Linked DNA regions of Arachis hypogaea: region 1 is linked to region 2. Evidence: chromatin contacts called from public Hi-C data. All regions are on one chromosome and are shown on one strand. The core of a region is the stretch at or near the end of the contact, and the rest is flanking DNA. Distances in the headings are between cores, read along the strand shown.

What was found. A called contact is a pair of places that touch in the nucleus more often than the background predicts.
Region 1: a contact with region 2 is called in a Hi-C map of leaf, with 2.4 times the contacts expected there. The contact joins the promoter of LOC112715942 here to the promoter of LOC112715939 in region 2. A contact is called at or near these places in 2 of 8 Hi-C or Micro-C datasets (both in leaf).

Annotation. Positions count from the first base shown.
Region 1 is chr10:92,561,298-92,567,201 of arahy.Tifrunner.gnm2.J5K5, reverse strand. LOC112715942 (ABC transporter G family member 5-like) reads right to left here and starts at 1,417. Exons shown (of 1, transcript XM_025767778.3): 1 at 1-1,417. The coding sequence starts at 981.
Region 2 is chr10:92,397,528-92,403,177 of arahy.Tifrunner.gnm2.J5K5, reverse strand. LOC112715939 (2-oxoisovalerate dehydrogenase subunit alpha 2, mitochondrial) reads left to right here and starts at 4,396. Exons shown (of 9, transcript XM_025767771.2): 1 at 4,396-4,742. LOC112715940 (NAC domain-containing protein 104) reads left to right here and starts at 991. Exons shown (of 3, transcript XM_025767776.3): 1 at 991-1,495; 2 at 1,616-1,881; 3 at 1,988-2,285. The coding sequence starts at 1,249. The coding sequence ends at 2,167.

The DNA.
Region 1 (5,904 bases), core at 168-2,667, 170 kb before region 2:
TTTCTTCCGTGGTGCAGTTCCTCGCAATCTTTGTGGCACTTGCTGCTGATCTTCTTCACATTTTTGTTGCTGCTGAATGGTATCAATGGACTCAATGGCGAATTCAACTACGTTAACATGAAGAGGAAGCTCTAAACCCATTAACCTTAGATTCGCACCTAGCAAATCCACAGTGCCATGGTGCAACACAGAGCCATTGGCTAACAACAATATTGAATTGAACATTTTCACTATTCTGAACCCAGGTTGATGGATACTGAAGATTATAGTTCGTCCCCTCGATTCGGACATGACTTTTAGCATACCAATTATCTGCATTGCACTAGTACTGTCGAGGCCTGAAGTTGGTTCATCCAGAATCAGCACTTTTGGATCATGTACTACTTCTATGGCAATTGAAACGCGGCGCTTCTCGCCACCGGATATTCCACGAACCTTTTCATCTCCGACTCTAGTCCTAGAAACATGGCCAAGACCAAGTTCCTGAATCAGTGACTTCACTCTGGAGCATAGTTGTTGCTTAGGAAGATTCAGCCTTAACTTTGCACTAAACATCAATGTTTCTTCAACCGTAAGTAATGGAAATAAGATATCTTTTTGTGTTACATACCCCGAATTCTTCCTGATCTGTGCTTTATCTACAGGTTTCTTGTTCACCAAGATAGACCCTTTTGTCGGACAAACTTTGCCGGCAAGAATCTCAAGGAGGGATGATTTTCCAGCCCCACTTGGACCAACAACTGCCAGAACTTCCGACGGCTTCGCCACGCAGTTCACATCCCAGAGAATGTGCCTAACTCTGCTGCAGAATGATCTGTGATCATTAGTTCTTGCTTCCTCTGCTGGTTCTGGTGCCTCTCCATGTTCTTCATTATTCAGTTGTGGAGGTTTTCTGAAGATCTTGAAAGTTTGCTCTGTTGTGCCTGTGCAAATCTTGTAGTTGATGCCTATTGCTTCAACCTCACACCCTTGCTTCTTCATAACACTTTGTTTTCCAAAATCTTTCTTTGTTTTTCTTCAGTTCTCTTAATTTATTTACAAATCAATTTCAAATGTTATTGTTTATTTCTTTCTCTTTTTTAAATTCAGGGCTTTGGCCTCTACTGACTCTGAAACATTGAGTGCTTCAATCTTGATTCCTGTATTGAATGAGTAAATAGTTCACATGCACTTGTACAGGGCATAACTCTGCCAAATTGTTAGGTGACATGGAAAATACAAGATTCTGCTTTTGACCAATTATATCAACTACTCGTAAGAATAATCCTACTAGAATTATTCAATCCCTTTAATATTCGAACCTTGAGCCTTTCTCTTACAATAACAACCATTTAGATAGAATAATTTAGTTTACATGTGTGAGTAAGATAGAGTGAGCAATCCAGTGGGCTATGCAGTAAGTAGAAAAACAATTGGAGGATGCCAACTGTAAATGGTTTGGGTCTTCTTATAACACTTAACAACAGTAAACCCTTCAAACCTCTTTTAGACATACAGTATTATTTATGAATTATGATATCTGCATATCTTTTCTTTTGGCATTGCTTTAACGTCATTTTAGATTTTGTTCATAAGCAAGATTTGCTGACTAAATTAGTTATTTTAACACTAAGAGATTGGCTTTAGTAAATTATTTTAACTTGCTCCAGGGACTGTGATTACAGAAGGCACCAGAAAAGAAGAGTTCAGAAATTGGAATTAACAAAGTAATGGTGCAAACTGTAAACTATGTATCTATAATTCTATATATAATTTTTGGAAACAGTACTCAAGAGAGAACCTTTTTTTAAGGTCAATTAGAGTCACATTCTGACTTGCTTAGGGGTCTTCCTGTACGCAACTCATTATTAAATCAAATAATAATACTATATAATAATAGCATTTATGATTCTTTGTTGTGGATTAATTAAGAAGAAAGCATTTATAACCTAAAGAGGAGTTTTCTTAAGTTTTTTTCTCTTTTATTCTGATCTTTTTTTAATAACTTAGCTTTGCCCGTGAACCTTCAATTATTCATCAGTCATCACCAACTCGGATCCACCCCACTGAGAAAATAGAAATTCAGCATCCAAAGACCAGCTACATCGATTAATTAATTAATTCTAACCGGCTTGTCCTTAGCTACCTACACGTTATATATATATATATATATATATATATGAGCATAAACTTGTATCTGTTTTCTCTTTATTTTCTCTGTGATGAGTACGGATCGGAATTGATGATTTTTGGGGCATTCAATTTCTCTTAAAAATGTTAAGCATCAGAGTTAATAAGGATAAAATAAAGTAATTAAAATTTTTGAATGAAAAATAAATAGAATTGAACAAGAATTTAAACAATAATAAAAATAATATGATAAAGTAGTAAAATTACAATCTCTCACAATACATAAAAAAGTCTATAATATTTTTTTATATATTATAAAAATTCATGCAAAGAAATTACACATAAAAAAATATTTTACTATTTTTCTCTTTAAGTTTCACTTATTAATTCTATGTAAAACATGACATACATTAATAAATACTTTAACTCCTATATATAATAATTTTGGGGAAGTGCATTTGATTTACAAATTATGCACAAATTGTATATTATGAACCACTTGCACAAATTGCATAAGTGTGTACTTAAGTTTTCTTTCATATTCATCTTTATTAAATTATATGACAAATTGATACATATCAATTTAATCTTATCATCATATAACAATTCATTCTTTTGACTAACTCAAAAATTACAACTAAGCTATCTTATTTTCAAGTTGTAATTTTTTTACTAGAACTTTGACTATGTAAGTTGGACAACTTTGCAAGTAGTTTCATTCGTTTTTCAATTTGATAAAAAGACATATTTTATTCTAGATCAAGCTTAAATTCTATAATGCTTTTTAATTTTGTACAAATTTCAACTTATTCCACTTGTAACTTCTAACCATTTTTGTTGACTTCAAATAAAAAGAAGAATTTTACTTCTTATTTTCACAATTTTTCACTTAAAATTATTCTTTTTGTGTATTCATACTGCTCATATTTTTAATAGGTCAAGAGAAGATCTGCACCAACTAAATTTATCTGTATTGATTGGTTTTGTTATGATATCTGTAAGATTGTTGTTGGTGTGAATTTTCTGCATATCCACTTTTTCTTCCTCTACTACTTCACAAACAAAATGATATTGAATGCCTATGTGCTTCGTTCTTGAGTGAAAGCTTGGATTTCTTATTATATGCAAGACATTCTGATTGTCATAAAATATTGGAATCATATCCTGATTGTGTTCGAATTCCTCCATTAACCTTTGCAATCAAATTGCTTTCTTACAAGATTGCGTAGCTACCATATATTCAGCTTCTGTAGTTGATAATGCTACTACTACTTGTAATTTTGATAACTAGCTTACTGCATCTCCTACAAATATAAACATATAGCCTGTAATGGACTTTCTTTTGTCAAGGTCTCCTGCAAAATCAGATTCAACATAACATTTAATAGTAAATTCAGGTCCTCCAAAATATAAAGCAACATCAGAGGATCCTTTGATATATTCAAAGATTCTTTTTACAACACTCTAGTGCTCTTTTTCTGAATTCGCCATGAACTTATCGACCATCGCAATAGATTGAGCGATATCTAATCTTGTCCAAATTATGCCATACATAAGACTTCCCACTGGAGATGGCTACGGTACTTGAGACATTTCTATCTTTTTTGCTTCACTGCTAGGACACATCTCAGAAGATAATTTAAAATTGACAAGAAGTAGTATAGATATTGGTTTACACTCTTGCATGTTGAGGCGCTGCAAGACCTTCCTCAAATAATGTTCTTGGGATAGCCAAATCTTCCTATCTTTCTGTCTCAGCAAATCTGCATCTCCAAAATCTTGTTTGCTGGTCTCAGATCCTTCATATCGAACTCCCTAACCAACTGAGTCTTTAATTCCTGGACATGATCTTTGTTGGGGCCTATCACTAACATGTCATCCATGTACAATAGTAGAATGATGAAATCACCATTACTAGACCTCTTATAATAACTACAATGGTCTGATTGAAGTCTGTTGTAATCAAGACAAATAATGAAGGAATCAAATCTCTTATACCAACATCTCGGTGCCTACTCTAAGCTGTACAGAGATTTGGTTAACCTGCAAACCAAATTTTTTTTTTGATTCATCAAAGCCTTTTAGTTGGAGCATATATATTTCTTCTTTAAATTCACTATGAAAAAAAAAACAGTCTTTACATCTAGTTGCTTTAGATGTAAATCTTACATAGCACATATAGCAAAAAGTATTTTTATTGTAGAAATTATAACTACTGAAAAAAATATTTCAATAAAATCAATACCTTCTTTCTGAGCAAATTCCCTCACAACCAGTCTTACACGATAAAGTTCTATCTGATCGTGAGTGTCACGCTTAATTTTGTAGACCTATTTGTTACCAATGGCTTTCTTTTTGTCCGAGAGTGGCACAAGCTCCCACATCTTGTTTCTACATAGTGCTTCCATTTCTTCATGCATGGATATCATTCATAAAGAAGAATCTAGACTTTTAACATCCTCTTGAAAGGTTGATAGTTCTCTATCTTCAGTAACAAAATAATATGCATCATGACAAGTCATGACATAGTCAACATGCTAAGATAGTTTTCTCAGTTCACATGTTGTTCTGTGAACTTCAGCTGGTCCTTGTATAACTTGTTCAGGTTCTGCTTTAGAAGAGTCATTTTTTTCAGATTTATCATCCATGTATATTGAGGTAGTTTCTTCAATGCTACTATTGGTTTTTTTGCTTTCTTTGCAACTTATTTTTAGCAAATATAATATCTCTACTGACAATAACTTTGTGGGCAGTGGAGTCCCACAAACGATACCCCTTTACATTATCAGCATAGTCTAAGAAGATACACTTTCTTGATTTAAGAGCAAGCTTTGTTCTTTCTTAAAAATTGTACGTCACATAAATAAGACATCCAAACATATGGAGAGAAAAATAATCTGACGGCTTACCTTGCCACATCTTTATTGAAATTTTCAATCCAATTATGAAGGAGGAGAAACATTGCCTGAAGAAGTGGACAATAAAGAGGTGATGCCTTTATAGAGGAGGGTAGTTCATGCAAGGATTGAGAGATATGATTGAAGGAGAAAACCATCTAATAATATAATAAAGAGCCCTTACCTTGTATATTTCCATAGGTGAATCAAGTACAACAAGTAAGGTCAGGCATAATTAGACTCACGAGCTAGGTGGCGGGAGAAAGCTTTTTTAGAAAAGAGACCCAGGATGGCCTTTTATTCCCAATTTGTTAAACAGGAGATCAATTAACTAAGCGGGCAGGTAAAAGGAATAACGAGCAATCTTCGCCACATCGAGTATAATGGGAGTCTGACGTGAGTGAAAATTGGCAAATTAAGAATTAATTAGAAAAATGGCGTTGCGAATATAGTTCTTAACCTACAAAAATCCACTCGTCAATTTAGAAAAGGGTTGTCACAAATTTTAGAAATAAAATACTGGGAGTATGAGTCCTAGGTCGTCTCCCAACGAGTTGCAGGAAGATGTGCTATTTTATCAATCAGAGGTTTTCAAAAGGGGTTTTGAATTTGATGAACAGAAAATTAAATTAGAGGATTTATATGATTTAAATAAAATCTTAACCGGGAGAAGATTAATTGGAAGTTCTATCCTTGCTAGAATTTTATCAAGAGCAATTAATAATTAGTCATTGTTCACATTTAGTTAACCCTCAACGAATGAAGGAAAGTCAAATTAAAAGTCAACTTCTATTCACAAGTCCTAATCATCTCCCTTGGGAAGGATTAGAGTTAGTGACTAACAAGCCAACCAACAATGAACCAATTACAATTGAACTCTTGAGTATTCTAACTCAAG
Region 2 (5,650 bases), core at 3,147-5,646:
CTAATATTAAAATTTAAGTTAGTAGTTTAAAATATAGTATATTTTATTTGAATTGAACTAATTTTAAAGTCTTATTGTTTACGTTGTTTCAAAAAAAATTATTAATTATTTAAGGTAACCCTACCACGTTGAAAGCCACCATAGTCGTGGCTATATATATATATATATATATATATATATATATATATATATATATATATATATATATATATATATATATATATATATATATATATATATATGAGATATATTTTTTATATAAATAGTTTAAAAAAAGTCTAATAGTTAATCTATTATTTTTTTATTTTAGTCCAAATTAAATATTTTTTATTATTTTAAAAAGAAAATCTTTTTGAAAAATTTAATAAGAGAAAGTATAAGGAGCCAATGTCCTAAACGTACAATGTGTACAATAGAGGTTTAAAAAGTATCAGAGATATGACCATTAGTGTTACATTGTTCTATCAGGTTATGCTATTGGGATGAGTGGTTTCATAACATGGTATTAGAGTTCTAGATCCAAAAGGTTAAGAGTTCGATTTTTGGTGAACCCCAAAATCAGCTTATCTTTGGTGAACCCTAAAATCAGCTTAACCTTATTGTACGCATAGGCCATTTACTCCCTAGCAGTACTCATTTAATAATATGTGATGAGAAACATAGAAACATCTTTAAAAATAGATGAAAGTGGTCACTTTAAAATATTTGTAAATGACGCGTTTATTGTGTAACTTTGCATGCAAAAGCAATACATAATTAACAAGTGGCAAATTGTTATTCCATTGTCATGATTCAATAATTATGCATGTTAAGTTTATAAGAAAAGAATTGATAATTAAATAATTGATTAACGTAAGTAAGAATATTTTAATATTTAAAGAAACACTAATTAATTCCCTATTTTCTTCTACTAATATTATTAAGTTTCTATCATTTTCCAAAAACAATATTGAATTTGGTGTATAACGTCATTGCAAAGTCAACTAACTTGTCATACATGTTATTGTTGAATAATATTGCTGGTAATTAACTTTAGTGTGTGTATATATGTGTCTTAAAACCAAAGTAGTTAGCTTTTGTTGTTAGTTTCCTTGGCCGCCTTTAATTAACCTTGTGATATTATGACATGTTCCAAGTACCGCCGCCTTTATAATTTCCAGCAATCTATCCATCCATTATTATAATTGTGAAAAATAATCAACCCGAATCTTTATCTCTCTACTCAGCATATATATAGTGACAAAATAAATGGATTATGGAAGTGTAGTTATTACTATACCAAACTCAACAATTCATACATACACCACCAATTCTATGATGATGATGACTGCAGATTATGAAAGCGTGAAGCAGCTTCCTCCTGGGTTTTTGTTCTCTCCAACGGATGAAGAACTTGTCCTTCACTTTCTCTATGCCAAGGCTTCTCTTTTGCCATGCCATCCCAACATCATCCCTGATCTTGATGTCTCTCTCGCTCATCCTTCCCAACTCAACGGTATCTTTAACCACCTACTCAATTTCTTATAACCACTTTTCATATAACAAGCAAGTTAACACCTTTTACTTTAAACCAAAATAAATTATTTTAAAATTGAGCAGTGTAAATATTTGGCAGGTAAAGCGTTGTCAAGCGGAAATCAATACTATTTCTTCAGCAAAGTGAAGGAAAAAAGAATAACAGAAAATGGGTATTGGAAGGAAATAGGTGAAAGTGAAGCAATATTGTCATCAACGTTTGAGAAGAAAGTAGGGACAAAGAAGAACCTTGTATTCCACATAGGAGAAGCTCCACACGGCATTGAAACCAGTTGGGTCATGCAAGAATATCATATTTGCCCATCCTCTAACATTATTTCTACAACTAGAGCCAGAAGAAAACACGTAAGTCACTACCCACATCCACTATATATAGGTTTAACTTCTTTTTAGATGTTATTTTTTTTTTCATTTGTGAAAAATTTACGAACATCTAATTAAATTAAAACAGGATCATCAAATTTGGAGCAAATGGGTTTTGTGCAAAGTGTATGAAAAGAAGGGGTCCGTACGAGGTGTAAACTACTGTAGCGACGATGATGACAGTGGGACAGAGCTATCTTGGCTTGACGAAATTTATCTCTCGTTGGATGATGATCTGGAAGAAATTAGCGTCTCCATTTTAGATTGAATATGTATCAATTACCTGAATTTTAGGTTTAATATATATGTAACGGTGCCGCTATATATGTTGATACTACTGTATATTGAATTGGGAGTTCAATGAAAATGATTATACCTTCACTAAATATTTTAAATGGAAGACAATTGAACAATAAATTCTAAAATTTGGTTCAATAAAATAAAAATACATTGCATTTTATTTTATCCACCTAAATAAAATACTTTAATATACTATTTGCACACTTAGTAAATTGAACATTTAATATATTTATTATTTATATTATTTAATATTTTCATTATCTACCTATATTTTTCCATTCTAAATAATATTTAACTAGTTTTTGTTCTTTTCTACTATCTTAAGTCTTAACTGAGTGAAGCTAATCCAAAGGTATAAATAATATTTTAAAGGTAAGTGTACCTTTTTAGAGAAAAAAAATAGACATATAATAATACACATTTAATGAATACTTAAAAATATAATAATTTATATAATTTTAATATTATAAAAATATTTTTTGATATTTATTTTTAATATATATATTTAATAAAAAAAAGTATGAACAATTATTTAATTTTTTTTACCAAATTTTTAATTTATTGATACTTATTTTTGTAAATCTATAATTCACCTTATACAATATAGACTTATTTATTTGTACTTCTAAAAAAGTAGAAGCAGAAAATAAGTAATTTTTCCCTTTTTTAAAAAGCACTTAGAAATTTACTTCTAAGATTTATAGAAGAATTTAGATTGGCTAAAATAAAAATATTAGTAAAATAATAAAGCTAATTAATAAGGAATTAATCATCATTAAAATTGTACCTCCCATTATATATGAATCATATTACTTTAATTTAAAAATAATTCATTTTTTTATTTTATTACTTTATCAAATTTTTTATTTTAAAAGAATTTAGTTCTCCATAAAAAGTAGCGAAATTAAAGAAAGAGAAAATCTGCAAAAGATTAAGATTACTAATTTCTTTCAATATATTCTAAAAGAAAAATATGTTTATTTAGAAAATATAAAATATTAACCACTACATGAATCCTCATGCGATTTTTCAATTGCATTATCTTAAAAATGATATCTAATCATATTGTGATTATTATTTGTTATATTTAAAAATTTAATTTCATTTTAAAATTAAAAATTCTCTATTCTGTACACACGATGTGTTTATATCTAAAACATGTGTTACATATAATCATATATTACATATTATTCTTTAAATAAAATATTTTAATTAAAAGATCATTAAAAGATAACATAATTAGTATATTTTATTAAAAACCTACGTAGTTATTTTATTTTATATCAATAGGTAAATATAATAAAATAACTATACCTTTTAATTTTCAAAATTACCATGTTATGTAAAATAGTTTTTTTCATAACTATAATTATAAATTTATGTAAAAATGATTTAATAAATACATAAAATATTTACTAAAAAGTAGTTCTATAAATATAAAATATTTTTTATTTTTATTTCTGAGGAAATACTTCTCTCAACCTAATAAACAAACAAGTCTAACATTAAGGCTTTAATTAGAGAATAAACCTTTTTCAAATGAGAAAAGTAATGGGACCAATATTATACGACAAATATTACAACCAACTTTAACATAAAGAAAAATTATATGAATCTTTAATAGATTTTTTATTGGGCTTATTTTTTTGGTGTACTTATATTAGGCTTATTTGATAGTCTGTTATAATATTGATTAAAATTGACTATTGTAGTATTAATTCTCTATCTTTACTTTTTTTTTTAAATAAAGTAAAAAGAAAAGTTCAAAAGTTGGTTGAATAGTGATTAAAATAAATTATTGAAAAGTTTATTCTCAAACATTTTTCTTTATTCTTTATTTTCTTTTGGCAGGAAACCTTTTTTTTTTTGGTTTATACTGGTATCAATCAAGCCGAAAGTCCAATGATTAATTCTGAGGCACACAAAGTGAACATCCCTCCCAAATAAGCAAGTTCCATTTTTATCCTTCGATGAATATCGAATTTAGAAGAGATGGTTAAGGGACACAGACCCTCATCCCTCTGCACCAACTTGCGTATCAATTATGTACAATATTTTCGGCCTCTTGTTTTTAATTTCCTTGGTCCTAGTACAATTAGCGCATTCCAAAACCAAAATATCAATAAATTTCCTTGATAAAAAAAAAAAAAAAAACGATATGAAAACATATATTGGGTCAATAAAGGCCGAATAAATGGGCTTGAGAAAGGTTGTTGAATCCACAATCCTTATCATTCAATCCTCATTCCGCAGCGCACGAGGCTAAATCCAAAACAAATTATTATAAAAAGCTCAATATTAAATTAAATTAAATGTTTCTTGTTAAAACTGGGTTCACCTCACCGGAAGTGTCGTGCTTCTGTTGTTCGGTTGTTCCTCCAATCTGCTACGATGTGGATATCGAAGACCATCTTCAACCACTTCAAATCCAGGCTCAACTTCACACCTAACTATGCACCACTATCTCTTCCTCTCCGCGCCGATTTGCATCCACCATAGCTCAAAATCCTTCCACCTTCAATTCCATCCACGATGCTAACCAGGTCTCTCTCTCTCTCTCTCTCTCTCTCTCTCTCTCTCTCTTAGAATGCATGCTGATTGGGTCATTAACTCGTAATTTTCTACGACAGACTGTATTTCTACGTATGTTTCTTTGATTATCCTCTCAATTAGTACTATCTGATCTCTTTAATTTATTTTTTCTGTATATATATTTAATTTACTGGAGTAAAGATTTCTTGTTCTTTTATCATCTTCATCAGCAATATATAATTTTTTATTTTACTCCGATATGTATTTATTTTTGGAATGATTTTTCTCCACATTTATAGTTTCCGTGGAACTGTAAATGGACTTACACGAGTCTCAATTACTGGACTTGGGCCCGAGGCCCAAATAGAAAACCCTAGTTTCAATCCCTATATAATGACCTGACAGGAAGCACTGCAGTTACTGCAGTACCATCGTCGCAATGTTCGCATTCAAGTTTGAAACAGCATTTCTAGTGCTATAATTATAAGTCTGTGTGTTGTTTGTGTGTGCGTATGTTCATATGAGAAAGCAAGGTAGCTTCTTGACGAGACTTCGATTAATATACGGTCCTCGTCAATCCTGTTTTACAAACTTGCAATATCATAATCAGCAGTGTCACTCGTCTGAATTTGATTTCTCCTGATCTTTCAGGCCCTTTATCACTGCTACATTTTCCCACCTCTTTTATTATTATTATTATTATTATTATTATTATTATTATTATTATTATTATTATTTCACTTCGGAACTGATTTGAGCAAACGCACTCTGTCCCTAAACCGTGCTTTGACACGAATGTTTTGAGGCAATTTCTTCGTTTGCGAAAGTAATGTCATTCCATTAAACCATGAATTTGCTTGTCTGGGCTTGTATCACATGCCTATCGGGTGCGTTGATGGACTACACTTCTTTGTTTCTG